Linked DNA regions of Mus musculus: all the other regions are linked to region 3. Evidence: chromatin contacts called from public promoter capture Hi-C data. All regions are on one chromosome and are shown on one strand. The core of a region is the stretch at or near the end of the contact, and the rest is flanking DNA. Distances in the headings are between cores, read along the strand shown. Region 1 holds the start of Stxbp4 (syntaxin binding protein 4). Region 2 holds the start of Mmd (monocyte to macrophage differentiation-associated). Region 3 holds the start of Car10 (carbonic anhydrase 10). Region 4 holds the start of Hlf (hepatic leukemia factor).

Region 1 (3,696 bases), core at 1,121-3,620, 2.5 Mb before region 3:
AACAATAGCTGGAAAGGGAAAATAGTTGAAGGAAATATATTGTTAGCTTTAAGCACATTAGCATTAGCATAGGATTTTAAAAACATTTACAAGTATATTGTCTGCGTGTAGGTGCCATGTATGTGCAGTGCCTGAAGAAGCTAGAAGAAGCCAGGAACTGAAGTCAGAGACAGTTCTGTGTCCCTAGGTGAGTGCAGGAAACAGAAGCCAGGTCCTCTGCAAGAACAGCAAACGCTCTTAAGGTCTGAGCCACCTCTCCAGCCCCCTCATATGGAATTTGAGTCTATGCAGTAAGAAAAGTAAAATGAGAGCAAAATGTTGACAATCTGGTATCAGAATGAAAGTACATGTAGAGGGAAAGGGTGACCAAACACTGTCATACCAAGATGGGAGAAGAGAAGTCTGTAACTTCAGTGACCACCTACTAGAGTGATGTCCTAGACGATGCCTACAGCCCTCAGCGCTGTGGCCACTATTCAGTTACTTCTTCAAGGCCATCATCTCCACTGTCACTAACATGCAGATGCCCCTCACTTCTGCTTCCCCTTGCCCTGCTCATTCTCACCGTGTGACTTACATCATGTTCTTCCTGCAGTGTGAATCAAATCATATCCGATCACTCCCATTTTGTCCCTTAGCCATGGCTGAAATAGCTCTGTAGTATCAGGTGTCTGTACCTGCTGTGACCCCATTTCCTTTCACTGTTAACTCTGCTCGCTCTGCACGCTCCACACGGACCCTGGTTTTTTTTGTTGTTGTTTGTCTTTGTTGATATTCAATCCTATCCAACTTATTTCTGTCTCTGGACTTGTGTACGATGTGAGATTTTTGTCTCGTGGGTAGCTCTTTCACAGTTTGGGAGTAGGCTCAAATGTCACCCCCAGGAAGACCTTCTTTTACCTCTTTAGACCTTCTTTTACCCTCCTCATTGTCACTCTCAATGACTTCATGCCATCATCAGCTAGTTTCATAGCAGACACTGTTAGTTGAAATTCCTTTATTTTACATTTATTTTCTGAGTCCTTCAGTAGAGGCTGCAGTCAATAACAAAAGTGATTGTGCCTGACTTAGTTTGGAATGTCCCCAGCAAACTAAAAAGGTGTATGGCTCAGTGAGAGTCAAGGAATACGTGCTGATTGACTGATAGCTCTTCCAGTTTTCGGTTCCAATCCACAATGTGGGGATAGTTAGACCCACAGAGGCCATCAGAAATAAGCTCTAGCTTATGGAGGTGGAAAGGTGGGCACGAGAGAGCTATTGGCTTCTTACAGCTTCTGGAAGAAGGAAAGTCAGTTTTCTTTAATGGTGCAATTGATCACACCGATCACACTCACAGACTAACACATCAATGAGTTAGTTCGCCTTCAGCCTGGACTCTGGATAATAATAATGTGGGGGGGGGGGTAGTTTTGGGAGGAGCCTGGAGTAGGGGATGAATATGACCCAAATACAGAGTAAAATACCCTCAAAGAATTAATAAAACCAAACCATTATTTTGAAAAAGAAATGACCTAACTTTTATAAAATTCTTACTATGCTTCAAGCAATGGCAAAAATCATATTATATTCTTACCCTCCTTGAATTACTGTGATTTCCATTCACGAAATAGGGCCATCAGGTTACGGAGAAGTCATATTAAAATTAAACTTATGCAAGGACAAGACTTGTGTAAATTCATTGATGCTTAACCTCCGAATCTGCTCTCAGTGCTATTTAATATTTATTGGTCCTTGTTTGTGGAACATTTAGAGAACTGAAGAAAGCTTTAGCGTATTTCCCAGGGGTCTGTGCCTGCAAGATGCACGTCTTTATTCCTTCAGTCCCTCCTTTAAAGGCCCTCCTGTCCTGGTCCCTCTATTCTGAACAAACTTGGTTTTTTCGGCGGCTGTCTGACCTAATGGTTTTGCTGGGTAAACAGCAGAGGGGTGATGAGCGCAGTGGGAGACATCTGCCCATGGGGCTGAGAAGATGCACAGGTCGGGGTGTTGGAGAGAAAGGCGGTTCTCATACTAAGTGTTCCAGAAAGAGGGACGTTGGTTTGCCTGCGCTCAGTCAGCGGCGGAAAGCAACGGGGCTGAGCGAACCCCAAGTGAGAGCCCCGCGGCAGAGCTGCCGCTGGGGGCCGCTAGGTCGAGACAAAGGCTGGCGAAGTTTGGGGAGATGGGGATACAAGCCCCAGTGAGGAGCTTGCACGCCGAAGGCCCAAATGCATTTTCTGCAAAGTAAACTAAAGAAGCATCCCAAGGAAACAAAAGTGCGAGGCACAGTCACTTAGCAAGAAAACGCGAACTTACCCTCTTCGGGCCACCCGGCCTCCGTAGCGCCACTGCTAACTGTGGAATCTGGTAGTCAAGGCAGCAGCGGAGGCTCAAGCCGGGTACCGCGAGACTCGCGAGGTCTCGCGAGATCTCGCCAGCGGCCCCGCCAGGCGGGCATTCTTTCCGGGGGGTTATGGGAGGGCTCTGGTGTCCGGGATGGAGGTTGGTGGCTTCGTGTGGCCGGGGCTGGAGGCAGCCCGGGTGGTCAGGGCGGACTGTGGTGAACGCAGAGCTGGTGCTTAGGCCCGGGTGGGATGGGCTCGGAGGCGCGGAGCGGGGTCTGAGACGCCTCGGGACATGGAAGCGCCCGTGCGGGGTCCGGGGGCCCGCGACGCAGCCGCCACGGCGGCCGAGGAGCAGCAACCCTTTCCAGCGCGCGCAGGAGGACGAGTGGCGGCGGCGGAACAAGACGGTGCTCACCTACGTGGCCGCGGCCGCCGTGGGCATGCTGGGGGCCTCCTACGCCGCGGTGCCCCTCTATCGGCTCTACTGCCAGGTAAGGGAGGGGACGAAGCGCGGCACGGATCCCACCTGAGCCATCCCCCTGCCGGGGAGGCCGAGGTCACCCGCCGGAGGGGGGAGGGGGGCGTCGCCTCGGATCCAGACCGGGAAGGACGTGCCCAAGGTCACTAAAAAACCTTGCAAGTGGAAGCCGGTTCCGGTAATGATGGAGCTGGTGCCACCCTTCAAAGGGCTATCAGCACAGCCATTCTGTGAAGCGCGGGGAGAAGGTACCGCTGACACTTGGTGAGTTAGAGCGGCTGTCGCATACCTGGAGGTTCACAGGACACCTCCCCTGCCCCAGATAGTTGTCCAACCTAAAATGCTAATAGTATACAGTGGTGCCGAGACCCACAGAAATGGAATTGACACTCCTGTGTTCAAGCTTTCCTCATTCTAGGTTAGCATCATCAGCCTAGGCTAGTTTAGCATCATCAGGCTAGGCTGGGTTAGCCTGAGGTTTAAAAAAAAAAAAAAAGGAAAAAAACCCTAAAATCAAGTTCCACGTTAAGCACCGATATTTCCAAAAGAATGCCCTGTTACTTGTGGAATCAACGAGTTTTAGAGAAGGAAATAAATAAATAAGGGAAGCCATAGAATGGTCCCTCTTCATGAGCAAATTAAAATGTAACCCAGGAAAACTGTGACAGACTCAGTAATATAGGCTTGAGCCCAGGACATTATTTTTCTGTTTTCTACCTTTTAGTTTAAACACCAAACTTGAGAAACTTCAATAACATGTCCCTAGAATATATAAGGAATTGTTTTGTTATTGAAAGACGGAACACTTAACTTGCTTTTTCTTCAGCGGATTTAAATCCTTTATGAAAAAAAAAATAGTTCATCTTAAAACTGAGTCTCTGAAACAGAATCATA
Region 2 (3,583 bases), core at 657-3,156, 2.8 Mb before region 3:
CATCTTAACAGCTTGAGGTTCAGAGCAAGACCAAAAGGAAAGTACAGAGACTTCTTAGGTCCTCTCACACAATAGCCTCCCCTGCGTCGTCCCCCCCGCCCCCAAGGAAGTGGGACATTTGTTGTGATTACAGTTCCTATCCCTTAGGTTGTCATTTCATGTGGCTAATTTTCAGTTATCTTTTAGTTAGTACCTTTGTTACTGCCCCTTGATCGTTTATAAGGGGAGTGCCATGTAGTCAATTGGTAGATTTTCAAGCTATGCTAGTTGTCAGGCTTTACTGTGAGTGCAAAAGGAGTCAGGTGTGTGTTTTAAGAATTGTGCTGTTTTAAAACTTAGGGAGAGGCCGTTGGCATACTGACCTGATGGTATCTGGTGCTTCGTGTTAGAGGAAGCTATGTAGGAATCTGTTTTGCATCGGGCAAGTTTCTTTTTCACTCCCTGATCCTCTTTTACATTGATGACTCCCCAACCCCCACTTCTCTACATTTAACATATGAGAGAAAACATTTAACATTTGTATTTCTGAGCCTGGTTTATTTATTTCATTTCATATGATGATATCTAGTTCCATCCATTTCTCTGTTCCCAGAAATGTAGTTACTCGTAACCCCCCCCCCCCCCACACACACACACTGAAGAACAATCCAGTCCTCCTCTATTGGAGCCGATTGTCCTTTTAAACCAAGTGTGCAGCTTTGGAATGGAAAGATCACTCCCGAGTCTTCATTTTTTTCCTTCTGGCTGACTAATTTTCCATGCTGTCTCTAGACACACACACCACATTTTCTTTCTACATCCTTTGGTAGGCACCTACACTAATATAATAACTTGGCTATTGTAAACAGTGCCACCTTTCAAAGCCTTGGCCTCCATACCTGTGAAATGAGTAACATAATTTTGAACCTAAGGATTCCTTCCAAGATCAAAGCAATTGTTGTGGAAAGCACCCCGGGGCACTTAAAGAGAAGGACACTAGAATGGTGGGTGAAACCATTCCCCGGCATCCCCCCATCTTTCATTCGTTTCAAAAAGAGTAAATACTGCTTCGAAGCTGGCCCTAAGTCCCTCAAGAAGGTGAAGTTTGAGGAGTGGGGGATGTGTGTGGGCAGGTTTCCTGGATGGGAGCACACCTGGATTTCAGGAGTGATGCTGACAGGTCCTGCACATGTCAATTCCTTTTTTCCAGTATTCTTCTGAGTGTATTCACTACCTCTTATCTCTTCTCTCCCTAGGATCTGCTCTTCTGGCAAGTCCTTTTAGCTTTACAGAGGTTTAGCAAAAGGGGCCGATTCAAGTCTACTCTTTCCTTGGAAATTTCTTGGGTTAAAAAATAGAAAATAAAATGGAGGACGTAAAAAGATCTCTCCAGAAGAATCCCCCTGGAGAAATTCCAATCTCTTCTTTATAGGACAGCCGTGTTACTAATCCGTCTTTACACAGCGTAAAAGGTGAAGAAATAAATGAAAGGAAGGACGCAGAAATGAATGAAGGCTGGATAAACGATATGGGGCCAAGATTAGAAGGCAGAGATAGATTCTTGCTCGCTGCCACTTCCGGCACAGCTGCTTCTAAGATTGTGGGCCATCTCCTACACACCGTTGTTCCTTCCTCTCTGTTGCAGCTCACACGCTCAAAGCTTTAATGCAGAGCACCGCCCTCCCAGCGCTCCTCCCCTTTCGGCTAGCCACACCCCTCGGCTCTGAGGTTCCGCCCCACCTACCGAGCTTCAAGGGAAATGAATGGCAGCGGAGCCCTGCGCCGCTCCGGACACTGATTGGCCACTGGGCGCGGTGACGCGCAGGTGGCTGCGGGCGCACGCAGCGAGAGCAGCGGGCAGGGGCGGAGCCGGGCTCCGGGGCGGGGCCCAGGCACCCGGGGGCGGAGGAGCCAGGGAGGCGGGAGGCGGGAGGCGCCGGGGCCGTTTAAGCGGCCTCCCTCCCGCCCCCAGGCGCCTGCTCTGGCCCGGGCCCTGTGCTGACCGACCCCCGGTGTGGCCCACTCCGGCCCTGCCCAGTTGCGTGGCTCCCGCCTGGCACGCCAGCGGCCTCGGAGCAGCTCAAGCCCATGAGGCCGGCGCGCCCTGCCGCCGGTGCAAAAGAGACGGAGCTCCCGGCCCCCGCGGTGGAGCGGTGGATCAATGCGGTTCAGGAATCGATTCCAGCGGTGAGAGTTCTGCGGGGAACGTGCTCCGTCCCGGGGGATCCCGAGCCCTGACGAGGACCGGCTCCCGGGAAGACTCGCAGTTCTGCGATCCCCTTCCTCCAGGCAGCTTGGGATCTGTGCCCCGGGACCCCGCATCTGCTTTGCCTCCTCCATCCGCTTGCAAACCTAGCTTGGCCCTTGAGATCCCCATCCAGACACCGCTGCTGCTAGCTTCTAGCAGACTACTCCAGCCTCAGAGCCCCCTCCCCACGACTCCACTCAGGGCCTCCACCCTTATACAAACCCCAACGTGAGGTCTCTTAAGGCTGCTGCAGCACCCTGTGGCGATGTTTGTCTTACAGCGGGTAGGAGGTCTGGCCTGAGCTTTTTGAGGTGTTTTGTCGGTGGTTGGCCCTAGAGACAGGGAAACTGAGGCACGCTTCTCTAGGTCCAGCTTTCCTGATGGTGTCCGGAGGGGTTGTGTGTCTCGGGCTAAGAACCTAATGGTGTGCTATTTGGGGGATTTTTTTTTGGCAGGGGCAAGTTAGCATTCAGGTGGAGAGACATGCCTTTGAGAAACCTGGTTTTAGGAAATAGGGAGAAAGAACGGAGGAGGCGCCACCGGAAGGCGGGTTGTCTGCTCTACACTAAAGAGGTGGTAGGGTAGCCCGACTTGAGGGACATAGTGTGGCCCTTCTCTCCCGGGTGGATTACCTGCGTGGAAGGAATGATGAAGGCTGCCGACCTATTGTTCCCAAAGAAAGCTCTGGGCTTTAATGTTTCTAAGTGGGTGAAAGTTCACCCATGGGGTTTCTGGTAACTCCATCCCTTTGTCTGAGCCTGGCAGCCATACCCATTCCCAGCCCTTCACCACCAACAGGGTAGCCTAGTGTGATGTACCAGAGAATTCAAAAGCAGAAATGCTTAAAATCTTCCGAGCAGGCTATTGAGTTTGAAGTGGTCTTTCTTTTTATTTTAAAATGTAAACACACCATTTAGTTTTCCTTTCCCTTCTTTCCCCTGTTCACTCATTAATGCTTATCTCATTTCTTCCAGTCTCAAAGGGTAAAAGAGCCAACACAACATGCACAGGATGAGGGTGGTCTTTGCGCTCAGTATTGGGGGAGATCGGCTTGAAGATTTGGATTGCTTTCTGAATATTGCTTATTACTTGGTGGCTGGAAGTCTGGCACTATCGTTGGAGGAGAACTACGTCTCTATGTCAAAGGCAGAAAGGAACCTTGGTCTTTCTCGTTTAGAACCACAGTGGATTTAAGAGACTCTGTAACGTGTGTGAACCTCATGTCCTGTGCGTGTGGGTTGTTTGTCTGATTCTTTCCTTTGCATGTCTTTGTGGGCTTCCTGCTTTCAGAGACCAGTAGCTATATTCTGCAAAATTACCCCTTCCCTATTTGACGAAGAGTTTGGGTTTCTAGTC
Region 3 (3,522 bases), core at 905-3,404:
TTTCCCTAAGCTCCCAACACTTCCTTCACGGTGATGCATTTCGTTTTCTCAAGCATGAAATGAATTTGCATAGTCTGGACTTCCCAGACGTAATCTCTGTACTACCTGTTAGTAGTTGTGAGGTAAATAGAGACTCTGAGATTGTTTTATAAGATATGTATTGTACAGGGATCTGCTATGGTGGCTCAAATGTGTGCCTTCCAAAATTCATGTTGGAATCGAATCTCCAATGTGCTTATATGAGAGGTAGACCTGTAGAAAAATGATTAGGTCATAAGGATTCTACATTCACGAATGGAAGGATTTACCCTTATAAAACTATCATGGGAAGTGCTTTAAAATATTTTGTCTTTCTGTCTCCTGTTGTATAAGGACATAGAAAGAACCCTTTCTCTCAGTGTGGAATGTCCCAACCTCAGCCCTCTCCCAGCCTCCAGGAGTGTAAAAAATTATTTATAAATTTTGTGGGCTGTGCTATTTTGTGAAAGCATCACAAATGGACCAAGACGGGATGTTAATGATGACTAAGTGAGATAATTCATGCTAGAGACTCATCAATGCCTGGTCTATGGAAATCAATCAATACATTTTTTTAACTAACAAATAATCTCATGAGTTTATTTTTTAAATACATTATAAACAATGATAAATTAAACGTTTACAGTGACAGTGGCAGGTCTAGGCAGGAAAGAAAGGGATGAACTATTATTTACTAGCATTGGTCTTAAGGCAAAATGTACAGGAAGGCACAATCTCTGAGCTCTGTGATAAACACCCATCGTGCTTTTCAGTTTTAAAACCACAACACTGTACTACAATGCTTGATGTATATAAGTCAGTCACTTGATATTTGCATAATCCGTTAATAAATGAATGGTTATGTGGTATAAAACCCAGTCACTTTGCTTGCACATCCAGAGAGAAAGCTCTCCTGCTGTCAGTAAACCAGCTTGGAATCACAGAAGGTAGGTCGCTATCCGTGGTGCTGACCTACGATGGCTCTGTTCACATTTGGCAAACTGCTTTCTTCTCTCTCTGCTCAAAAAAATCCCTTTCATGCAGTCTACTTTCAAGACACGGAGACAAACACTCCCCTCTATGTTTCCCAAATGGGCTAATTCTCACCGTCTCTGATTCTATTAATGTTCTCAAGTCTCAATGTCTTTCCTGCTGAGTCTCAAAGTTCTCTACCTAAAAAGCATGGATTTATTTCATCCGAGCCTCGATTTTTAATGCGTTGGCCACCTGGAGTCCTTGGCTGTCGTCTCAGAGGGGGGAAAAAATTCCCTCGGCCACACCTCCTTCTTAAAGAGTAGGCAAGACTGCCAGCGGTTCTTTTTTAGGATCCCCGGAGGCTGCAGAACCGCACACTCTGGTTTCTGCAGTCAGCTAGCTGCTTTCCTTCCTCTCTCAGCGCCAGCCCCCACACCCCCACTGCTCCCCTCCGGGTCTCATGACGCCCGACTTCCCAGTACAGAGAATCTCTAGACTTCCTAGACTCCATTCAAGAATCCGGGGAGCCCTCTGGTGTAACTACTTTGGCTCTTATGCCGCACCCTTAGATGCCACACAGTCTGGATGTTCGCTGTGTTTGCTGCATCTACTGTGCAGATCAAAAAACATGGTTCTTTCCCACCTTCTTCCTTTCCACTTCTCCACTCTTTCTATGCTTATTAGATCGAGGCTCACAGTGAAACAGCTTCTAAGCATCAGCAATTTAAAAGTACAAAAATATTCCCTGTGGGTTGTGCGTGTGTTTGTTGTGTGTGTCCATCCGCGCTTATGCAAAGCCTCCCAACGTCACACTTGGGTATCCGGACAAGCTTCTCCACAAACCCCAGATCTTTCCAGGGATTCCCTCTGCCCTGCCCTCTTCTTCTTCAGCACCCTTAAAAGAGGTAGGTCTGGGGCTTTCCGCCAGCCACTCCTGCCTTGATAGACGCACACAAATCTGCTGCAGTTTTTCCTTCCCTGTTCACCCCTAGCCCTTTTAGGCGAGCAGTCCGGAGCGCAGGATTTCCTAGCATTTACCCTGCATCCGCACTGCATTCCCAGGCCGCCCTTCCAGGGCTAGACCTTCTGCAGACCCGGCGGCTCCGGCTCCGCCTGGGTGGTGGGTGGTGCTCTCGCCGCCCCCTCCTTCCCCTGGGGCCCGAGAGAGCCGCGCGCTGGGCAAGAGTGCGCGCGCGCCGGCTTGCTGGGGGAAAATCTCCTTCCCTGGAAGCTGCTGAGTGTCGCTGACCGAGAGTATCCCGGGGTCCATCAAAAGCCACCAAAGCGTTTGAGAGCTTTTCTAAAGAAAAACGGTGAAAGAAAAACAAGAAGGGAAACCCGTTTCCCGGGAGGCCTGGGTTTCCGATGGTATCGGATTCTCCCGTAGCTGCTCTGATAGGGATGCGGTTGGCGGCCGCTGGTACCCGGACTTAGAGTGTCCGTTGCGAGAGGAGGGAGGTGAGGGACTTGCGGGCAAGAGTTGCACCTGATCAGGGAATCTGCGAAGAGAACTGTGGGGTAAGTAGCTTTCTTCTGGCATCCGAGCAGGATGGGGGCGGGGGGGGGGGGAAGGAGGGAGCAGGAGAGGGACGAAAAGGAGAGGGCAGGGAATGGATTATGAAAGAAAGAAAGAAAAAAAATCCTTCAAATTCCGCTGCAGAGGGAATGAGCACAGCGCAGTCCTTCCAAGATGAGTCCCGCACGGCTTTTCTGTAGTGAGCGAACAGCCGAGAAGTTCTTTTTAAAGAAAAAAGAAACTCCAAGCTCCTGGAGGGGAAGCGGGGCAGCCGGGCGGGGCGGAGTTCCAAGGCTGGCGCCTAGGGTCCCGGCCGAGGCAGTGGCCTGAAGTGCTGACTCCCAGCTACTGCTCCTTATGTCCTCGCCGCCCTCCCCGGGACGGACTTTTTGCCTCCGCCCCCGGGTGCCTGGCCGCCCCGCTGACGTGGGGACTCCGGGCGGCCGCACGGAAGCTCACCTGGCCGAGCCTTCTCCTTCCCCTCCTCCTCGTGCTCCCGCCCCCACCTGCCCTCCTCCTCTCCAAGTGGGAAGGCGTCGGGATCCGTAGGCGAGGAAATAACGACCCCTGCAGTTGCATTGCGGAAAATCTCGGCGGCGGTGCTAGTTGCGGGCGATGGAAGCGAGGCAATTGCGGGGTCTGGGGAGCCCTGGAAAATAGCAGAAAAGCGGAAAGCGCGCGTGCAACGAGGGGGAGTCAGTGAGACTCCCGACGCACCCCAGTCCTGGGAGCCTAGCCTTGGGCTCGGCGTCCTGGAAGCATCGCCTGAAGCCAGCTTGGAGGCGGCAGGCGGCTCGAGGACTTGGGGAGCAGGGAGGGTCAACGGAGGCAGCTGGTGACCTGTGTTTGCGGGCAATAATCCCCGCTTCTCTTTCTTTCTCTGTGTGCGGTGTCTGCTCCTCTCTCCCCACCCCTCCGGAAGCAGGAGAACTGGCCTGATCAGAGACAGCAGTCACCCTTTGACCATGCCCCGGTGAAGGGGGGCGGACTTCGAGGGCAACTTGTCGCGGACT
Region 4 (3,805 bases), core at 743-3,242, 2.7 Mb before region 3:
AGGTGCTGTGTTCTACTCTCTGAGGGTAAGAATGCAGCTATTTCCTGCCTGGAAATACAGCACCCCCGGATTGGTCTTTACCGAGCTGTCTGCATTTTGCCAATATTCAGGTGTGGGTGGAATCAGGGATTAGAGAATTTGATTCTGAGTTTTGTTTTGTTTTGTTTCTCATTAGAGAAATGTAGTCCCACCGCCACCCATTCGAATCTTCAAATCCTCCGCAGTCTCATTAGAGTTAGGCTTAAAAACATCGACCACAAAAGCCTAACGCATCCGCAGATTTCTCCCAAATGCTACTCCTTAAGAAGCAGTGCGGGAGGGTATTGGGGGTGGGGGGCGGTCTGCACGCGCAATCAAGCACCAGCAACTCTTGCAATGCAACAGGCGTTCTCTCCCAGGGAAATTGATGCAAACACCCCGAAGCTATTTCCAGCCAAATAATCTTTTCAAGAATTTATGCAGGAGCAGCATAATTCGCTTCTGTCACTGTGATAACACCAAAGGCAAGAAACTGCACCGGCCCAAAACACAAATCCGTTCTGGCATCAATTGCGTTCCCAGCTAGGTCTCACATGCATCTACCCCCAGCCCCCCCCCCACTCCCCACCATATCCCCCTACCCGTCTCCTTAGCTCCAAGCCACGGTTGCCTAGGGAAGGTTTGAGACTTACCAAGAAAGGGCTCAAGCCAGAGGAGGCTCCTGCACGCGGTTACACGTGAGCCTGCTCAGCTCTCCCCTCCCACCGGGAAGAGAGCACCGGGAAAGTGTCAGCGCTGGAGGCGTGCACCGCTTCCCGCCGACAGACCACTCCCCCCACCCCCACCCCGCTTTGTGAATTGCGGGTCTGCGGGAGAAAGCGCCTCTCCGCTCATGCCGCGTGAGTTCACAACACAAAACACTAACACGATCCGAATATTCAGGCTGCCGCCGAGTGAGAACCCCCATTTACTTTGACCCCCCCCTCTCTGCCAGGCTCCAACCAGCCACCTCCCGCCCTTTCTCCTCTCCAGTCCCAGAGACACTAGTCTCCCAGGGAAGCGCACACCCTGTCACTCAAAGCAGCGATCCTGACCTGTCAAGTTCACCTGTCACCTGCGCTGCAGGAGGACAGACCTAGAAAGGCAGGCGAGCCAGGTTCCCAGCGCTATTTCAAATGTTGCCCCGGAGGGATCCCCTTTGCATTGAGGAGAAAGAGGGAGTAAGCCCCCCAATTTCACTAAAGCAAGGCGAGGGGAAGAAAGATGCTGGTGCCCTCCCAGCCGACTAGGGGGGTCCCTGGGAGTGTAGTCCCTTCCCTGAGCCCAGCTGCCGAGGCAACGCTCACCGTCTTCAGGATGAAGGGGGAGCTTCAGCGGGTTCTCCAGCAGGGACCTGAGCACGCCGTAGGGAGGCGGGATAAAGGTGGGGTTCAAGGGGAGCTGTCGGGACATTTTCTCCATCGTGATGCACTCAATTGTCTTTTTAAAAAGAAGGCCAATCGCCGCCCCGAAATGTTGATGAGCTTTGTTTCCTCCGTCCTTTGCCAACCAAAAGTACTCGCTTTCAAAACAGTGCAGACAAGGAAGAAAAAAAAAAATCACTTCTGTCTTTGTAAATACATCAGCATACAAATATCAAAAAAAAACAAAAACAAAAACAAAAAAACTTTCGTGTTCTCAGTGCCGACAGTCCAGGGAAGGCGCATCTAGCGCCGCGGACTCCTCCGACCCAGTGCAGGATGCTTTCTCACCTGCCTCCAACACTCAGTCTTGCAAAATGTTCAAAATTGCAAGGAGGTGGGGGGAAAAAGGAAAGAGAGAAATTTTGAAAACGTAGACGGCTGCAGATGAGCAGAAGGCAAAGCGCGGGCCCCGGCCCCTCGCGCGAGCACCGGAGGCTGTGCCGTCCCGCCCCACCCCCCTCCCCGCCGCGGCCGCTGCTCCCCGCGCTCCGCGGCCCCGCAGCGCCGGGCTCAGCGCATCAGGCAGTCCATGTGCCGCTGCCCTGACAAGAGTGACGTCAGGGCCCGCACCGCGCGCCGATAGGCGTGCAGGGGCGGGGCCCAAATCGGGCCCGCCCATCCACCCCGCCCCCCCAGGGCTGCGTGTGTAGCATCGCCGCACGCGCTGTTTTTCCGGCCCTTGCGGCGTTGGTGGGCTGCGAAAAGCACAGGTGCCAGATTTCCTGCTTCACTCTCTGCCTTGCGCTGGGAATAACGCGCGCTAACTCTCACCCTGACTCCTTTTGCACGCGAGCCCTTCCCCCTCCGTTCCCCCCCCCCGCCCCCCAGAGCAGAACAATGAGAAATTCGTGTCAGTGGTTTGCAATGTGGAAATAAATTGGTGATTTTAAAAGAAGATGATTTTTAAAAGATGGCCAAGTGGCATTCCGGACTTAAATTAGAACCCCCAACCCCCGGGGCGATGTCCTGGCTAGCAATGTTTTTTAAAGCTCCCCAGGACAAGTTTAGGAGATTTGGATAGACTTGAAGCGAATGACTTCTGGATATTTCTCCTCCTCGCTCCTGGTGAGCTTAGTACTTTCCTTCTAGCCCCACTGCATATCCGACCTAAGATATCAACTTTCCTGAATTCCAAACAATGTGCAAAAACGTAGAATGGAGACAGGAGCTGCAGACTGAAGTGAACTGTCTCCCACGCTGTCCGAGGGAATTAACAAGACAGACATTTGCTTGCAATGGAAGGAAAGCAGGAGAGACTTAAACACAAGGAATGAAAGTTAGGAGTATTTAAAAGGCCCAGCATGGCTGTAATTAGGCTAACTTAGAAGGTCTGAATACTAATTAAAATAAATTTGTAAACTCTTTGTTAAAAGATTAGGGGAATCTTGTTTGTGGCTGCAGCACATCCCTCTGGCCTTTTGAAGGCTGTGAAAAGGCCAGTTTTTTGACCTTGCTGCTGAGGGTGTGGGGGAGAACACCTTGGCGGAGTGGATGGATTGGAATGTAGGCATTCTGCCTCCCCAGCCAGGAGAACTGAGACACACGAACCGCATCTCCACGCTTCTCTTTCCACTTTCCACCCCCACCCACCCACCAATTACACATTTCTATCCAGCACTAAGTCCCCCTGACCCGTGGAGGAGCATGTGGGATGGTTTTTGCAGTACTGATGGTTGAATGTATGGCCTTACCCATGTCTAGCTAGTTCTATATCACAGTGAGCTGTCTCCTCAGACCTGTGGGGAAGGGTCTGCAAGAAGCTTTTCAATGAGGCAGAAAGGCTTTTGTGAACATAGACTGGGTTCCTGGGGTGCAAATATTACTGGGATGCCCCTCCCCCACCCCACTACCAAAAAATGAGAGATAAGAAAGGAGAGAAGAGAAATCTAAAATTCAGGAAATTCCGGACCCTGGCCAAGGGCACTGGAAGTTCATGATAAGTAGCCCTGACTCTTTCTCTGAGCAGAAGTTTCCGGGTAAATGGACGGCTGGTCCCGTGGCCTTCATTTCCTCCTGCTAACACCTGGGCAAAGTGAATGGTAAGATGACATTCTGAGATGCTCTTGTGATGTCAGATCCCAGAAACATGAGCCCTGGGGTGGATGCGGTGTACATTCAGTGAGCACCACTGCATGCCATTGACTGGGCTGGGGCTGGTGAGATGATGGATGGATAAGACCTGGCTATACCAGGGAAAGGATGCCATAGAAGCACACAAAGTCTGGACTCCAAAACCCAGTAACAGAGAGAGCTGACGTGGGCATCTGTTACTGGAAGGAGAGTGCAGAGAAGCGCCTGAGGTGAGCTTGGAGCCAGTGGTCCCTCATAAACTTCCCAACCCTTCAGTCGGTTTGCTTCTCAGA

What was found. Promoter capture Hi-C pulls out the DNA fragments that hold promoters and counts their contacts.
Region 1: a contact with region 3 is called in a promoter capture Hi-C map of embryonic stem cells, with 8 times the contacts expected there. The contact joins the promoter of Stxbp4 here to the promoter of Car10 in region 3. A contact is called at or near these places in 3 of 39 promoter capture datasets (cranial neural crest, embryonic stem cells and hippocampal neurons) and 2 of 115 datasets of contacts at active chromatin or transcription factors (astrocytes and embryonic stem cells).
Region 2: a promoter capture Hi-C map of embryonic stem cells shows a contact between it and region 3, with 13 times the contacts expected there. The contact joins the promoter of Mmd here to the promoter of Car10 in region 3. A contact is called at or near these places in 2 of 39 promoter capture datasets (embryonic stem cells and hippocampal neurons) and 1 of 115 datasets of contacts at active chromatin or transcription factors (embryonic forebrain).
Region 4: a promoter capture Hi-C map of embryonic stem cells shows a contact between it and region 3, with 7 times the contacts expected there. The contact joins the promoter of Hlf here to the promoter of Car10 in region 3. A contact is called at or near these places in 2 of 39 promoter capture datasets (embryonic stem cells and hippocampal neurons).

What each region holds. Positions count from the first base shown.
Region 1 is chr11:90,635,738-90,639,433 of GRCm38.p6, forward strand. Stxbp4 (syntaxin binding protein 4) reads right to left here and starts at 2,371. Exons shown (of 18, transcript NM_011505.2): 1 at 2,296-2,371. It overlaps Cox11 (cytochrome c oxidase assembly protein 11, copper chaperone), which reads left to right and starts at 2,447. Exons shown (of 4, transcript NM_199008.2): 1 at 2,447-2,815. The coding sequence starts at 2,453.
Region 2 is chr11:90,247,570-90,251,152 of GRCm38.p6, forward strand. It overlaps Mmd (monocyte to macrophage differentiation-associated), which reads left to right and starts at 1,907. Exons shown (of 7, transcript NM_026178.2): 1 at 1,907-2,166. The coding sequence starts at 2,141.
Region 3 is chr11:93,096,212-93,099,733 of GRCm38.p6, forward strand. Car10 (carbonic anhydrase 10) reads left to right here and starts at 2,155. Exons shown (of 10, transcript NM_001361708.1): 1 at 2,155-2,511; 2 at 3,435-3,522.
Region 4 is chr11:90,388,925-90,392,729 of GRCm38.p6, forward strand. It overlaps Hlf (hepatic leukemia factor), which reads right to left and starts at 1,993. Exons shown (of 4, transcript NM_172563.3): 1 at 1,326-1,993. The coding sequence starts at 1,440.